Linked DNA regions of Ovis aries: region 2 is linked to region 1. A link is a contact called in public Hi-C data. All regions are on one chromosome and are shown on one strand. Each heading gives the region's core, a stretch centred on a gene start, on an enhancer-like site or on the middle of the called end of the contact. The rest is flanking DNA. Distances are from core to core; before and after follow the strand shown. Region 1 holds the start of RAB4A (RAB4A, member RAS oncogene family). Region 2 holds the start of URB2 (URB2 ribosome biogenesis homolog).

The links. Hi-C and Micro-C count contacts between places; a contact is called where the count stands out from the background.
Region 2: a Hi-C map of hypothalamus shows a contact between it and region 1, with 3 times the contacts expected there. The contact joins the promoter of URB2 here to the promoter of RAB4A in region 1. A contact is called at or near these places in 3 of 16 Hi-C or Micro-C datasets (blood, hypothalamus and muscle).

The regions. Positions count from the first base shown.
Region 1 is chr25:776,941-779,797 of ARS-UI_Ramb_v3.0, reverse strand. It overlaps RAB4A (RAB4A, member RAS oncogene family), which reads right to left and starts at 1,457. Exons shown (of 7, transcript NM_001161863.1): 1 at 1,427-1,457. The coding sequence starts at 1,457.
Region 2 is chr25:1,132,364-1,135,063 of ARS-UI_Ramb_v3.0, reverse strand. URB2 (URB2 ribosome biogenesis homolog) reads right to left here and starts at 1,435. Exons shown (of 10, transcript XM_042240854.1): 1 at 1,235-1,435. It overlaps TAF5L (TATA-box binding protein associated factor 5 like), which reads left to right and starts at 1,559. Exons shown (of 6, transcript XM_042240859.2): 1 at 1,559-1,768; 2 at 2,210-2,289.

The sequences.
Region 1 (2,857 bases), core at 208-2,707:
TTCCACTGCTCCCATGTGCTCCTTCTCCAGGTCAGAGAGGGAAAAAAAAGCGTGGGGAAAGGAGCACTTGAAAAATAAAGAAAAAGCAAAAGCATAACCAACACTTGCTGGAGAAATGGATTTTTTTTTTTTTTTTTTAGGAAATCTGACTATGGTTCTCTATAGAGAGGCAGACCACGTGGATGTGGCAAGTACAGTAACATTAGAAGCTCTGACAACACTGATCCTTACAAGCCAGGGGTGTGGTTTCCGACTCCCTAAACCTTCTAGGAATAGCTGTCTTGCTCCCAGTGTTACCAAGAACAAGGCAGGTACCAGGCACAGGAGTGGCTGAAGGTGGAGCAAATGCCTGGGTGCTTGAGGGGCCTCAGCCACAGTCCTCTTACAGGCATCCTGGATCCCTCAGGGCCTGGGCACTTGTAGACCAGTTAATGCCTCCGTGCCTCAGGTCTGAGTCACATTTCTTTTTAACATACCTTCAGAGACCATATTCCTTCAGAACTCCAGCCTGGGTTTTTTTTTTTTTTAATATTCACTAGTATCATAAGTGGATTAACACTGTATCCCCCAATGGACTAGCTTGCCAAGACCAGAACAGTGCAGGAGGGTACCTTGCACTGTTGGAAACCACACCAGCCCGTAAAGCCGGTCCACACCTATCTGCTGACAGAAAGGGGCAGCACGCCAGGGCACACGGAAGAAGACATGACGAATTTGACTAGAGGTAATGTTTTTGAACTCGAGCCCCTCCCTGGGGCTGTAAAATCAAAATCAGACTTAATCTGAGAATGCCCAATCTCAGAGTGACTCCAGACTGGTAAACACTAGTAAACCTTGATACAAAGCAGAGATGTACTCTATTGTTTATTTTTACCACGCAGGACAAAAACACACAGATTATGAATTGGGAAGGCTTTCGTTTATTTAAAAAAAAAAATGTCTGCTGGCTGCCTTCGGGTGTGAGTGCTACAGAAGAAGCAAAGATCAAGCAGAACAGGCTCTGCTTCCGAGGTGTTTATAGTCTTGCAAAGATACATTTATAAACAGCCACCATACAGCTTGAAAGGTCTCGGAAGGAAGAAATGCCTGTCCATAAGTCCTTGTAATTTGCGTGCAAAGGAAGGAATTTCAAGCAAGGAAAGGTCAAAGTGGAAGAGTCGAAGAACACACTCAACTGCAGGCGTCGTCCCAAGTCCTTCACATCCCTCGCTGGGGACAGCATCGCAGTCTCTAATGGGCTTCCCTAAACCCTGAACTAACATCAGACCAAGAAACGGAAACCCTACCGGCAAGTACGCGGAGAAGCAGCAGGCAGACCCTCGGAGAAGCAGATCACATAGCCGGGCTACCCTCGGGCGGCCGCGCCCCAGCACTGGGATCCCGGTCCCCACGCCCCCGGCCCCGGCCCGCGCCCCCCGCCCCGTACCGTAGGTCTCGGACATGGCCGTCTGCGACATCTTGGGAGCGGCTCCGCCTCTCGCGGGGCGCCGCTGCGGCTCCGCCGGGCCGGCGGCAGGGAGGCCGGGGAGTCGGCCGCGCCTCGGTGGGGAACGCGAGGGGCAGCGAAGCGGAGGAGGGAGGGGCCCGCGGTCCCCGCGGCAACTGCCGGCCCCCAGCTGCTGCGGCCCCGCCGGACTGCGGGCTCCGCGCAGGCGCACGGCCCCGCCCCGCTGTCCGGGCGCGGAGGGGAGGGGAGGGGAGGGGCGGCCGGGAGGGGAGGGGAGGGGCGGTGGGGAGGGGAGGGGAGGGGCGGCCGGGAGGGGAGGGGAGGGGAGGGGCGGCGGGGAGGGGAGGGGAGGGGCGGCCGGGAGGGGAGGGGAGGGAGGGGCGGCCGGGAGGGGAGGGGAGGGGAGAGGCGGCCGGGAGGGGAGGGGAGGGGCGGCGGGGAGGGGAGGGGCGGGGCGTCGGGGAGGGGAGGGGCGGGGACCCGGCGCTCGCTGGGGGCGCGCGGGGAGGGAAGGGGAGGGGAGGGGCGGCGGGGAGGGGAGGGGCGGGGCGTCGGGGAGGGGAGGGGAGGGGCGGCGGGGAGGGGAGGGGAGGGGCGGGGCGGCCGGGAGGGGAGGGGCGGGGCGGCGGGGAGGGGAGGGGCGGAGACCCGGCGCTCGCTGGGGGGCGCGCGCGGGCCGGCTGGGGCGGGGCCGGCCGTGGGGCGCAGCGGAGCCGGGGCGGGGCGCAGCGGAGCCGGGGCGGGGCGCAGCGGAGCCGGGGCGGGGCGCAGCGGAGCCGGGGCGGGGCGCAGCGGAGCCGGGGCGGGGCGCAGCGGAGCCGGGGCGGGGCGCAGCGGAGCCGGGGCGGGGCGCAGCGGAGCCGGGGCGGGGCGCGCGGGGGCGGGCGGCCCCTGCGGTGGCTGCAGGGGTGGGGAGCCGTCGGCGGCCCGCAGGCCCGGAGGTGACCGGGAGGGGCTGGGGGTGTCCGGGGCTGAGCATCACGGTCCGCTCCCGCACAGAGGAGGCTGAGTGCCCGCCTCGGAGAGGCAGGCCGCCCTTTGCCAGGTGGGCCGCCTCCGCAAAGACGTGGCCGTCGTCATCTGGGGCACTCGGCCAACGAAGGACTTCCTCTGAGCTGCAATGATCAACCCGGGTCGGGGTGAATGTGTAACTAGGCGGCGGCGGCCGCAGGTGTCCAGCGGGAGGCCAGCGCTGCCGGCTGGGAGGCAGGCTGACCTGCCGGGGATGGAGCTTTCACTCCTGACCCGCGGGGGCCTCGCCGGTGGGGCTGAGCTGGCGTCTGGGGAAAGCTGACAAAATCTCAGGATGTACCTGTGCCGAAGAGTCCCTAGAAAACTGTAGTCGTCGCCCCTCCGCACTCCACTTTAGGGGAATGTGGCTTTGGACAGGAAGCATCTCTCGGCGCTCAG
Region 2 (2,700 bases), core at 186-2,685, 360 kb before region 1:
GTATAAACCCAGTCCCAACAGAAAGACTTATTTCAGCTGCAACAGTAACTTCATTAATTTACCAAAATACACTGCTTCTAAAGACTCTACAGAATACAGTTAAACAATTAATGTTGGAAAAATACAATACAAAAAAAATTATGACTAAAGCACCAATACAAACATACCAACCACTTATAATCCTATAAAACTGAGATAAATGTAGCTTTGAGTTTCCTAAAAGTCATAGTAAAAATGGAAAACATCAGATTAAATCATTCTCATTCTATTAAAGTAAACAAGTCAGCTCCTCAAAGGAGAAAGGTTTTCATGGTACTTAATACTGAAATAGAGATCCCAGGTGGCTCAGTGGATAAAGAATATGCCTGCAATGTAGGAGACACAGAGATGCAAGTCCATCCCCAGGTCCAGAAGATCCCCTGGAGAAGGGCATGGCAACACACTTCAGTATTCTTGCCTGGAGAACCCCGTGGACAGAGGAAGCTGGTGGGCCACAGTCCACAGAGTCACAAAGAGTCGGAAACGACTGAAGGACGGACCACAGCACTGCAAACAGCAACCAAATAGGACCAGTGAAATATGGAGGCAAAATCGCGGCCTCAAGATTCTATTTTAAATACTCTCAAACGAAAAGAGTTTGATCTACTGAGAGCTGGATCACTGGATTTCTTTAATCTAAGGGGTCCGAAATTCTCCAGACCTACCTTCAGAATTAATTCTCTATAGGCAATTTTACAAGGGAATAAGGAATGATACTATTCCTCTGTTACAGAGACCAGAACAGTCAAAAGATGTCAGTCTGCCGTGTGTCAAAACATCCAATATACATCCAACAGTTACTAACTTAACTGTGAAATTCAATGTCGACCATCACGACAGCTACCAAGTACTTAAAAAGCGTCTGAAGAACTGGCTACAAAGACGCCCCAGACAACTCTCCTAGACCTGCCAACCTTGGGCTCCCGGTGACCTCAACGATCTCTGCGAACGCGCGTGGGAAGTCGGGTTGAGGACCACAAACCCGCGAGGACAGCAAAGCCGCGTCCGTCTTGCGCGTTCACACGCCGGAACCCTGAGGAGCTCAAGGAAGCTAACAGCCAGGAGGCAGGCGAGAGGACGCCGGAGGAGCGACCAGCGGGGAGGACCGGGCCTTGGTGGGGAGCTCACCTGGAGGGACGTGGTCACCTGGCAGGAGCCGCGATCGGGGCGGAAGGCCGGCCGGGAGGGGACTCACCTGCCGGCAACCCCAGGTGAGGAACTCACGCAGGCCCCGCCGTGAGGCGCAGCGGACTGGTCGGAGGTCAGTCCCCGAGTCGGGAGCTCTCCCGGCGGTCAGTCCCGGACCTCGCGGGGCCTGACAGCAACAACGGGAGCGACTCCGGAGCTACCACGTGAGGGCCTCGCTCCTTCCGCCCAAAGCCAGCCGCCCGGGTTTGGGCGGCGCGGCGCTGGGAGGGGCGGAAGGAGCGCGGGGGCGGGGCGGCGCGCGCGCCAGGCATCGCCAGCCGAGCGCCGAGGCGCCGCGCCCATTGGCGGAGACAGCTGCGCGTCGAGGCCCGAGCGGCCCGGCCCAGCCCGCGGCGGCTCCGCGTTAGTCAGTCATGGGGCGGCCGCCCAGAGCCGCCGCGGGGGCGGCGGGGCTCGGGGCTCGGGGGTCCGGCTGAGCCGGCCGCGGATAGCGAGCCTGCCGCGAAGGCGACGGAGGCGGACGCGGGGCGACCCCGGCGGCAGCGGCGGCGGGGGGAGCGGGAGCCGCCTGGGATGTTCAGTGAGTGCGGGCGGCGGGCGCGGGTGGCGGCGCGGCCTAGGCAGTGGGGGCGGGGCGGGCCGGCGTGGCTGCGGGCGGCGGCCCCGCCCGGAGGCCCGGAGCGCGGGCCGGCGCTCCCGGGCGTCTAAGCTAGAGGAGTGTCTCTAGGCCAAAGTCGGGCTGAAACTCGGCACATGGTGGCGGGGAGGACGCTGACGAGCGCGGCGGCCCCCACCTGCGAGGGCGCCCTCGAGGCGGCCGCACCCCTGACAGCCGGCTGCGGGCTGTGCGCCGCGGAGCGCCGAGGCCGCGGAGCGCCGGGGCGAGGCGTGGGCGGGGAGCCGCAGGGGAGCGAGCCGGCGTCCTGGGCTCGGCGGAAGTGGGGCCCTTCACACTGCGGCGGGGGCGCCCCGGGTCGGCCCCCCGCGGCGGCCGGCTGAGCCCTGACCTCTGACCTTGCAGGTGGAGGTCTCGGAGCTGAAAGCCGGCCTGCGGGACCCGGGCCGCGCCGGCAGCGGCGCGCGGGGACTGTCTGCTCCTAGGTGACCCAGCGTTGCGGGGAGGGGGGAAGGGGACTGCGGTGGCCGACCTCGGCCTGGGTCCCAGCCCTGCTTGAGGGTGGAAGTCAGAAGAGGAGTTCGGGCCATGTCCTTACACTCAGGGAAGCGTCTCGTAGTGGATGGGCTTGATGTCTACATCGGCCTTCTGTGGAGACCATGTACCTACCTGTAATCTCTATGAGCATTCGTTTCTTCTGGGGTATTGACTGATAACTTAAAAGTGGACTTTTTAAAGGATACCCAAAAGAGGAATAACGTATATGGAAATACCTGACAAATAGGATGTGTTCTGTTAATACTAATTATCGGCTATTACAATTACTTTTTGGGTAGAGTACTTTGTAGGTTCCATGTGGGCGTAAATTTTTTGCATTAAATGTGAAGCATTTTTAT